Linked DNA regions of Sus scrofa: region 2 is linked to region 1. A link is a contact called in public Hi-C data. All regions are on one chromosome and are shown on one strand. The core of a region is the stretch at or near the end of the contact, and the rest is flanking DNA. Distances in the headings are between cores, read along the strand shown. Region 1 holds the start of MTERF1 (transcription termination factor 1, mitochondrial). Region 2 holds the start of RBM48 (RNA-binding protein 48).

Region 1 (4,466 bases), core at 674-3,173:
GCAACTTGTTACTAAGGAATCTAAAACTAAGTACCCCATTTATACGGGGAAAAAAAGAGTTAAACTGAACTTAGAACTAGCTACAAAAATGTGTTTGGATTGCAATACTATACATGCAATAAACTGACCCCCAAAAATAGGATGAGTAGCCCCAGGTAAGCCTGAAGACATTGGTAACGATTATCAACAGTTGGTGAACATATGAAACGGGAAAAATTCTCACATATCACTGTTGGAAAGGAATTTGACACCATCTGTTCTTTTAACCCAGCATTTCTACTTCTTGGAGATTATCCAAAGAAAATAAAGAAAAATAATACACATTTCTTATTTTTAAAAAAGACCATTATAATATTATTTGTCATAGCAAAAAAAAGAAGGAAACCAAATGGTCCCCAATAGTAGAATGATTAATAAATTGTGGTATATCTATACAATATAATGCTATACAGTCAACTTTAAAAACTAAGACTGATCAAACACAAAAGAAAGATGTCCAAGATATTCTAAGTGGCAAACTGCTTAACAGTATGGCTAAGATAATACCACTTACCTAAGAAGGGGAGGGGGACATTAATATATACGGGGGGGGGATGGAATACAGTTGTTTTTCAGTTTTCAACAAAAACTTAAGCCTGATAAATATCAATTTCATTTGATTGATTTGATCAATGGAGCACCTGATCTCCATTCAAAACAATTCTATTACATCTAATAAAGTGAATAAATATTTAAACAGTATAATGCAAGAAGCACAAACTGCTTCAATCTACAAATAGCAAAAATAATTAATATTCCATATTTATTTCCATCTGTCTCTCAAGCTGACTTTTTGGGGGCTTGTTTTTGGGGTTTTTTTTTGTTGTTGTTTTGGGTTTTTTTGACCACACCCTCAGTCTGCAACTATTTCAGGGCCAGGGATGGAACCCTGGCAACAGCAGTGACAACACTGGATTCTTAAACTGCTGAGCCACCAGGGAACTCCCTCAAATTGACACTTTTAAATAACCAAAGCCATTATTCCAAAGACTAAAGAACAAAATTAACAAATATACTGAAAGTATCTGTACCTCCAACTTGTGAGGTCTAAGGAGTGAAAGAGGATTTACATTCCCCTCTGCTACACAATTCCCCAAAGGAGGTTTTAATGGAAATAGGTAATTACTGGTTCCAGAATACTACATTCCAATTGGTCTTCTTTTGACAAAATGAACTAAGTTTGGAGATCTTTACAGCAGTGCATTTCTCACCTCATTTGTCTTAAGGATAGAGGACTTTGCATTCCTCCAAAAAAACCTGAAAAACAGCTGTCCCTAGAAATGGAAAAATAAAAAGGGGTACAAAATATCGTCAGGACCTCATAAAACAAATTAAAGAGATCAATCTCAGCTAACACTGCATAATGTCTTCTTGAGATGCATAACCTCTGGTACACCAAGTATCTCTCAGAGATACTTAAAAGAAAATGGCAAGTACAAGCCCCAGTGTGAAGGGAAAAGGTACCAAAATCACAAGCATAATTTGTAAAACCAGAACTAAGTGCTTCACACACATTATCTTACTTAAACCCACAACTTAAATGGTAGGCATCATTCCTAAAACTACAAAATCAGAAAAAGCGCCGAGCCCCCTTACTAGCTTGACAACTAGCGAAAGCAAGGTTCGAACACCAGGTGAGTCGTTAACTCAAAACTATGGTATTTCCACGGGTTCTATTCCACGAGTTCTTCCATCCCTCTTCCTCCCACAAGGAAACTGCAAGGGGCTGCACAGAAATGGGACTCTGCTATCCATAACAGTCACTCAGTCCTGGTTCTAAAAACAAAAGGCACAGCGGCAGCGAGTCACCGACCTCCACCTCGACGGTAAACAGGCGCTGTACATGGCTTTACTTCCGCCTCTGGCGTCTAGAGCGTGACCGAAAAGCGGAAATGAATAAGAATAACTTCCGGCCAAGGGCCGCGCACAGAGGTGACGTCACAACGTGGCTCAGTAACCCCCCCCCCACCTCCGGCGGCCGCGCGGTTGTCCTCCGTAGCCTGACGCGAGGAGCCCGGCAGGGGGCAGCAGGAGACCGCGGTGGTCGCCGGAGCCGAGCGGTAAGGGAGGATTTTGGAGGGCGGAGCGCGGCCATAAAATTTCTCTAGACCCGGCCCTAGGCCGAGAGTTGCTGCAGGGATCCATTGCTTGCAGGCGACAAGCGATGGGAAAGTCATTATTATATACATGAATTTTGCACCCTGATAGGATAATTATGTTTATTAATGTGGTTAACATGATGCGATTGAACACCTCGGTGTTTGGTACAGGAAAACGCCTGTGAACAGCCCCAAATTTCCTTGTTGAAGTGCCTTGGAAATCCTCAAGTGTGGCTTCTAATCAGAATTCAATTGCAGCTTTCAGGCTGGGAAGCGACTCTAGTGTGCTTCGATTTAAGTGCGTGCAACATGAATTACTTCTGATTGTTTTGAAATTGTGACAAATCTGGACTATTTATTTTTTATTTTTTGATCTTTTTTGTCTCTTTAGGGCCGCACCCGCGGCATGTGGAGGTTACCAGAGTAGGGGTCAAATCAGAGCGGAGCTGTAGCTGCCAGTCTACGGAACTGAACCGCACTGCGGAACTGAACCACGTCTACGACCTACACCACGGTTCGTGGCAATGCCAGATCCTGAACCCACTGAGTGAGGCCAGGAATCAAACCCCAGTCCTCATGGATATTAGTTGGATAATAGTCGGATTCGGTAACCACTGAGCCACAATGGGAATTCCACAAATTTGAGCTATTTAAATCAAAGTTTCAACAGAAACTTCATCTCTTCTCAGCCAGTGCGGTTTTGTCACCTCTGAAGGTTTTGCCTAAAAACTTCCAGGTCCCGTCAGTCTCACTCTTAGCCCCAAAAGAAGGTTTATGCATAGGTCAGTGAAATAATACTCAGGATGCCAAGTTATTTTCTGGAGAAAGTGTTAGTTTGGCCCTTGGAAGAACAAAGGAAGTTGATCCTGAATTCCACTGCAAGGAAGAATTTACTGCATTACCCTCCTCTGTGTAGGAGCATAATTCGTAGAATTTTCTTCATCCGATTTCTGCACCAACAAACCAATTAATGTTTTATCTTCACTAGATGACTCCCAGCTGGTTTGTTGTTGCCACTTTCTTTTGAAGTAACCTTCCCTTTTGTTGGTTTATAGGAGTAAAGGTTTATCTTTGGGTCTTTAAATTGCTAATAATGGCCATCTGCTAAGTGAAACTATTTACTACAGTTCTCCTAGGTTAAAAGACAAATAGTCCTGGGAGTTCCCTTGTGGCTCAGAGGGTTAAGGATCCACTGTTATCACTGCACGGCTTGGGTCGCTGCTGTGGCCCAGGTTGAATCCCTGGCACCAGAACTTCCATGTGCCACGAGTGCGGCCAAAAAAAAGTTCTGAAAAGTTAGAAATGGTCTCTTTATGTGAATTTTTAAAATCTATTTCTGCATGGAAGGATCTCCTATATTCCAGTTAATATTTACTAGTGTATGTAAATGTATAACTTTATGTACATAAATATGTAAATATTATATCTAAAAACTGCCTTACAATCAGAATGTAAAACAGTAAAATCTCTTTTGTAGGAATCATTAAACTTCAGACTTAAGAAGAGCTTTGGAATTATGGAGCTTCAATTCTCCTTCTACAGATGAGACACTGAAACCCTTAGAGTAGGAGCCAGCAAGAGAATGCATGTTTTATACCTCCTTGACAAGTAGTCTACTGTGATTTACACAGCATATCCCTGCTATCGCAGAGAAGGCGCTGGATCCTTGACCCACTGGGCCACAGCAGGAACTCCTATCAAAGGTTATTTCAGACTTACTTAAGCAACTTCACTATTTGCTTTTTGTGATGCCTTATAGGCAAAGGAGATTGGTTCTTTTGAAAATAAGTTCCATATTTCCTATCCAAAATTTTCTGATTCCAAAAACATTTTTCCAAATATATTTTAAATGCATGCTATGAAATACTGACAAGAATAACGAAAGTATAATAATGATTAGATTATGGTGGTGTATTATTGATAAATTTTTTCCTTCTCATACTTCTGCAGAGGTTTAATCATTAATGATTTGTGCGACTTTGTCATTATCTCCAATAAGAGCAATGACTACTACTTGGTTGTCATTGGTGGTGTGTTAGACTGGAACCTGTATGTACCTTGCCTTCTTTTATTCACTGTCACTATACCCTCCCACTCTTTTTTTCAGGATGGGAGGATACAGTGGAAAACAAAGCCCTGCCCTCCTGGAGTTCATTTCTAGGATTGGTCTTGCTCTCAGCCTAAGTGCTGTCTGCTCCTCTGCATGCTTCCCAAGACCATACCTTACCTAAGACCCTACCACACTGATGTAATTAAGAAAGAGAAGGTTGGTTGGAAACACTGGGGGTTGTGTGTGAAAAGACTAGAGGCAAGGAGTAAGCAATGATG
Region 2 (4,466 bases), core at 662-3,161, 590 kb after region 1:
ACTATGAGCAACTAACTTTTATTTTCTTGTTTGTAATTTTCCATGCTTCCAAATTTTCTATAAAGCATGTACTACTTTTATAATTGGGGAAAAAAAGTAGGCCTAATCTGCTGATATAGGCTGGATAGAAACAAGTTTTTTCCAAGGCTAAAGGGATTTATATTTCAAAAAAAAATTTCATGAACTAATTCTTACTGAAGCCTCAAAATGTAAAACAAAGATCAAGACCACTAAATTCTTAAATAGTGATGAAGGTAAAACAGCATCCACATCTTAGATAAAATTATCAGTTACTCTACATTACTATAAACTCATTAGGTGGGGATTTGAAGGCACGTGGAAAATCATCAAAGCTGAAAGCACAGGGCAGGGAGCAGCTACCTGGGACCAGGTGATAATAACTAACTCATCTCCAGCCAGAAGGAAGCTTATCAGGGCCAAGAGACTGCCTACTTTATAGTAAAAGAAATAATGGCAGGATCTGTTGAAATTAATGTGCTATGAAAGATAGGGGAAAATACTCTAGAAAAGGAGTTACAGAGAAGTAGCTAAAATGGAAAAGGGAGATATTTGAAATTATTGCAAACTGTTGAAATTACTGCAAACCAGTGGGTACTATGCATTCAGGATTTTCGAAGATTTCAAACAGCCTATCCTTTTAGCCCCTTAAGCAAGCACGCTCAAACTCGTAAACCAGGTGTCTCCACTTTACAATTAGGAAAATACAGATGTTGCATCTCTGTAACCATGCAAGTGTTAGAGCTATGAACCGCCACAACCACAAGGTGCAGAGCGCAAGTGAAAACAGAGGTTCAAGGAATTCTAACTACCTATGACCAAGTATGCATACTCCCACAGCACATTCCTGGAGCACCCCGGAGGTGTTTGGAGACACAGGAAGAAGGTTCATATTAATCTATCCCGCTCGTGGGACACAGGGCTCCACCTCTGTTAACCAATAGAGACTTCACAAACCAAGTCCGCCCCTCTTTCTGAAGGCCGGGACCACAGCCATGCAAGCACCTGGAAATCGCTGGCAGGAAAAACGTTTTCTAATAATGAAACAAAACAGAACAGAATCCCAAAAGACAAACAAACCCGACTTCTCAAGAGCTTTTCCAACCTGGAGTGAGGAATAGTTGAACGAAGAGGGAGAATATCGGGGCGTTTCAAAGCCCAGTTCCGGCGAGTAAAAGACCTGGAATACAGCAGGTCAACTCAAAGAAGCCGTGCTGCACTAGACGTGATGTGGCTGTCAAGAGCGCCCAGGCCAGCCCTGCCCGCAAGGGGTCCTCAGTGTGGCCTCTGAACCGGTCGGCGGGGCTGGGAAAGCAGCCCTAATCCCGCCGCCGGGAGAGGCCTGAGCGGCCGCTGCGTCCCTAAAAGGCCTGGGTCTCGGCCGACCGCAGACTGGCCAGCAGCTGTCCCAAGTCGGTGGTGAGAGCCCGGCACCAAGCGGGCGCCTTACCTGCAGCAGGTGTAGCTGGGCCACAAGGCGCCGCGGCAAGTGGAGGAAGCAGTCGCGAGCGTTGGTGAAGGCCACCGTCACGGCCGCCCCGCCTCCGCCAGCACCCGCCAGGCGATCGCCGCCCCACATTGTCTGCAGGCACCGACCCCCAGCCGCCCAACCTATCTTTCCCGGGCCAACCCCGCAGGTCGCGGGCGTCGGACCCGGAGACGATCGATCGGCCCCGCCCCCTAAGGCCCCGCGGCGCATCCGGAGCGGGAGGGGCCAGCACGCCTGCGCCTGTTCTCAGGGCCTTTCCGCCGCGCCGCTGGGGGGCGACACGTTCTTCACCAAATCCTCGCTCACAGGAAACGATGGCCGACGGTGTCGATTCTTCAGCCAATCTCGGAACGCCTTAACTCACCCCTCTCTCTTATTGGGTAAACGGTGGGGCAACGGGGCGGATGTTGTCGTTCGCGAGGGATAACACCGGCAAGATGGCGTTGAGCGGCGGGCAGCTAGGAGGCTTATTCGATCACCACGTCCAAAGGGCTGTATGCGACTCGCGGGCCAAGTATCGAGAGGGGCGCCGCCCTCGCGCTGTCAGGGTAAAGTGACTTTGGTTTCAATCGCTATCCCCGGTAGCTTTCTGTGAGTTCCAGCTTCACATGCCCAGCTTACGTAAATAACATCTTGAGAGGCTGCGGTCACATCGATTAACTGAAGAAGAATATGAAAAACGCTGGTACTCAAGTACCAAAGATGCTTGAGTGCTCTTTAGTCTACTGCTAGAACCTCAGCTCCGTGAGAAGAGGGCTGTGTTTCAGTCACTGTATCTTCCGTGTTTACAGTGGTCCTTGTTACATGGTAAACGCTCAGCGAATACTTGTTAACTCGTCCCTGTAACTTCTACCGAGCTAATTTGTGGAAAACACATTGATGGAAGATAATGTTACGTGCTTTAGCTAAAGGCCTTTGCAAGAAGGGTAAACTATTCATTATGTAGAGAGAGGGGCAAGTTTTTAGATTTCCTGTTTTTATGCAAACCAGTCGAAAGGTGTTTTTTTCAACTTTAAAAAAATATAGGATTAGATTTGTCCCAGGCTTCTTTGTGAAATACATTTAATGTGTCTGATTTCTTATAGGTTTACACGATCAATTTGGAATCTCGGTACTTATTAATACAAGGAGTTCCTGCAGTCGGAGCCATGAAGGAATTAGTTGAGCGATTTGCTTTGTATGGTGCAATTGAACAGTATAATGCTCTAGATGAATACCCAGCAGAAGACTTTACAGAAGTTTATCTTATTAAATTTCTCAATTTACAAAGTGCAAGGTAATATGCAAGTTAAACAGTGTCTCATTTTCTCCATTCCCGTTGCCTACATTTGGCCTCCCTCATTCATTTCTGAATTACCCAGTAACTAACATGACCCTGTATTCTTCTAGTCTTTTTAAATGTTAGCCCTACCAAACTCTTTCTATCACGTCATTCCCATGCTTAACAATTTTTTTGTGTGTGTAGTATGGTAGATTAAAAATTGGTTTGGGAGTAAATTTTCAAGTTTCACTGTTTACTAACATCATGACCATGGACAGGTTACTTGACCCCATTAAGACTGTTTTCTTATTCTTTAGACACCAGTATGGTAAAAGGACCTACTTACGGAGGTTGTGTGAGGATGACATGGATCCATGTATAGGGCTTAGCACAGTGCCTTCTATTCAGAAGGCAGTAAACATTAGGTATTGGATCTCTTATTTTATGGACCTGTGTAATTGAATCTCCTTCTATATAACATAAAATTTTCTCCAACAATTAAGTACGAAATGCCCTATCTCTTTTTTCCCTCATTTTAAAAAATGAAAGTGTTGATTTACAACCTTTCAGGTGTACAGCAAAGTGTTTCAGTTATACACACACACACACATATACCTATTTGTGTGTGTATACACACACACATTCCTTTTCAAATTATTTTCCTTTATAAGTTATTGCAGGATATTGAATAGAGTTCCCTGTGCTAACCAGTAGGTCCTTGTTGTTTATCTGTTTTACATATAGTAGTGTGTAGCTGTTAATCCCAAATCCCCAATTTAACCCTCTTCTTCCTTTCTACTTGGGGCCTTGGCTCTTTTTATGTTGACTCCTATTCTTATTGATAGGCTCCAAGACCCATCTTCTCTTGGCTGTTAGAATTCATATTTTCTTTTCTGTGCTACAGATAGCCCTTGTAGTCTTTCTGCCATAAATCACTTGGGTTAATGTCATCGTGTGTTGTTCTCAGGTTGCCGTTATATATAATCTCACTACCCTAACCAATTTGTCAGCTCCTCATGGTTAGGGATATTTTCTCATTGTGTATTTTAAGGAGTTTTGCATCTCTCACTCCACCTGGTACAGTAGGTCATGCAGTGTGACATCTGGATTTGAATCTTAGCTCCAAAAGCTAATGTGAGAATGGCCAAGTTATAAATCTCTCTAGGCTTCAGTTTCATCAGAGGGTTGTTGTGTTAATTCAAGAGAAGCACTTAAGCACTTTGGTCACTGCCTGGGATGTGGTAAAATCTCAGTAAGTATTTATCATTTTCCCTGGGCACTGAAGTGCTTATTTATTGTAGTAATTCCTGGCCAGTCACAGATGTTTAAAAATTATTTGTTGAATGAATACCATTCTCATTGATTGTTATATATTCAATATTTCCTCCATTATTGAATGTTACAATTTCAATATTTTATTAATTTCTTAAATATGAATCCCATTATAGGAACACATTGTGCCAAAAAGGCTAAAATAAGTATGAGCTAACGCTCAAGAGCCATTTAACATAGAGAAAAATCTCTATTTCATAACCACAGATTGTGTACCTCAGGCCAACCAGCTGGATCCAGTATTGGTTAAAGGGAGTCTGGATAGGTATGGATGACTTGAAACCTATTAAGACTAGGGAGAGGGAAAGAAAGGCTCTAAGAGTAGGCACTGGATCAGTAGAGTCATGCTGTCCACAAGCAGAAATT

Evidence for each region. Hi-C and Micro-C count contacts between places; a contact is called where the count stands out from the background.
Region 2: a Hi-C map of embryonic fibroblasts shows a contact between it and region 1, with 3 times the contacts expected there. The contact joins the promoter of RBM48 here to the promoter of MTERF1 in region 1. A contact is called at or near these places in 2 of 5 promoter capture datasets (fetal liver and liver) and 12 of 47 Hi-C or Micro-C datasets (alveolar macrophages, blood, embryonic fibroblasts and 6 more).

What each region holds. Positions count from the first base shown.
Region 1 is chr9:71,851,937-71,856,402 of Sscrofa11.1, forward strand. It overlaps MTERF1 (transcription termination factor 1, mitochondrial), which reads right to left and starts at 1,924. Exons shown (of 6, transcript XR_002347027.1): 1 at 1,853-1,924. LOC102157861 (a long non-coding RNA gene) reads left to right here and starts at 2,009. Exons shown (of 3, transcript XR_305521.3): 1 at 2,009-2,099; 2 at 3,616-3,841.
Region 2 is chr9:72,442,900-72,447,365 of Sscrofa11.1, forward strand. It overlaps RBM48 (RNA-binding protein 48), which reads left to right and starts at 1,912. Exons shown (of 5, transcript XM_003130141.5): 1 at 1,912-2,055; 2 at 2,593-2,783. The coding sequence starts at 1,912. PEX1 (peroxisome biogenesis factor 1) reads right to left here and starts at 1,819. Exons shown (of 23, transcript XM_021102380.1): 1 at 1,469-1,819. The coding sequence starts at 1,717.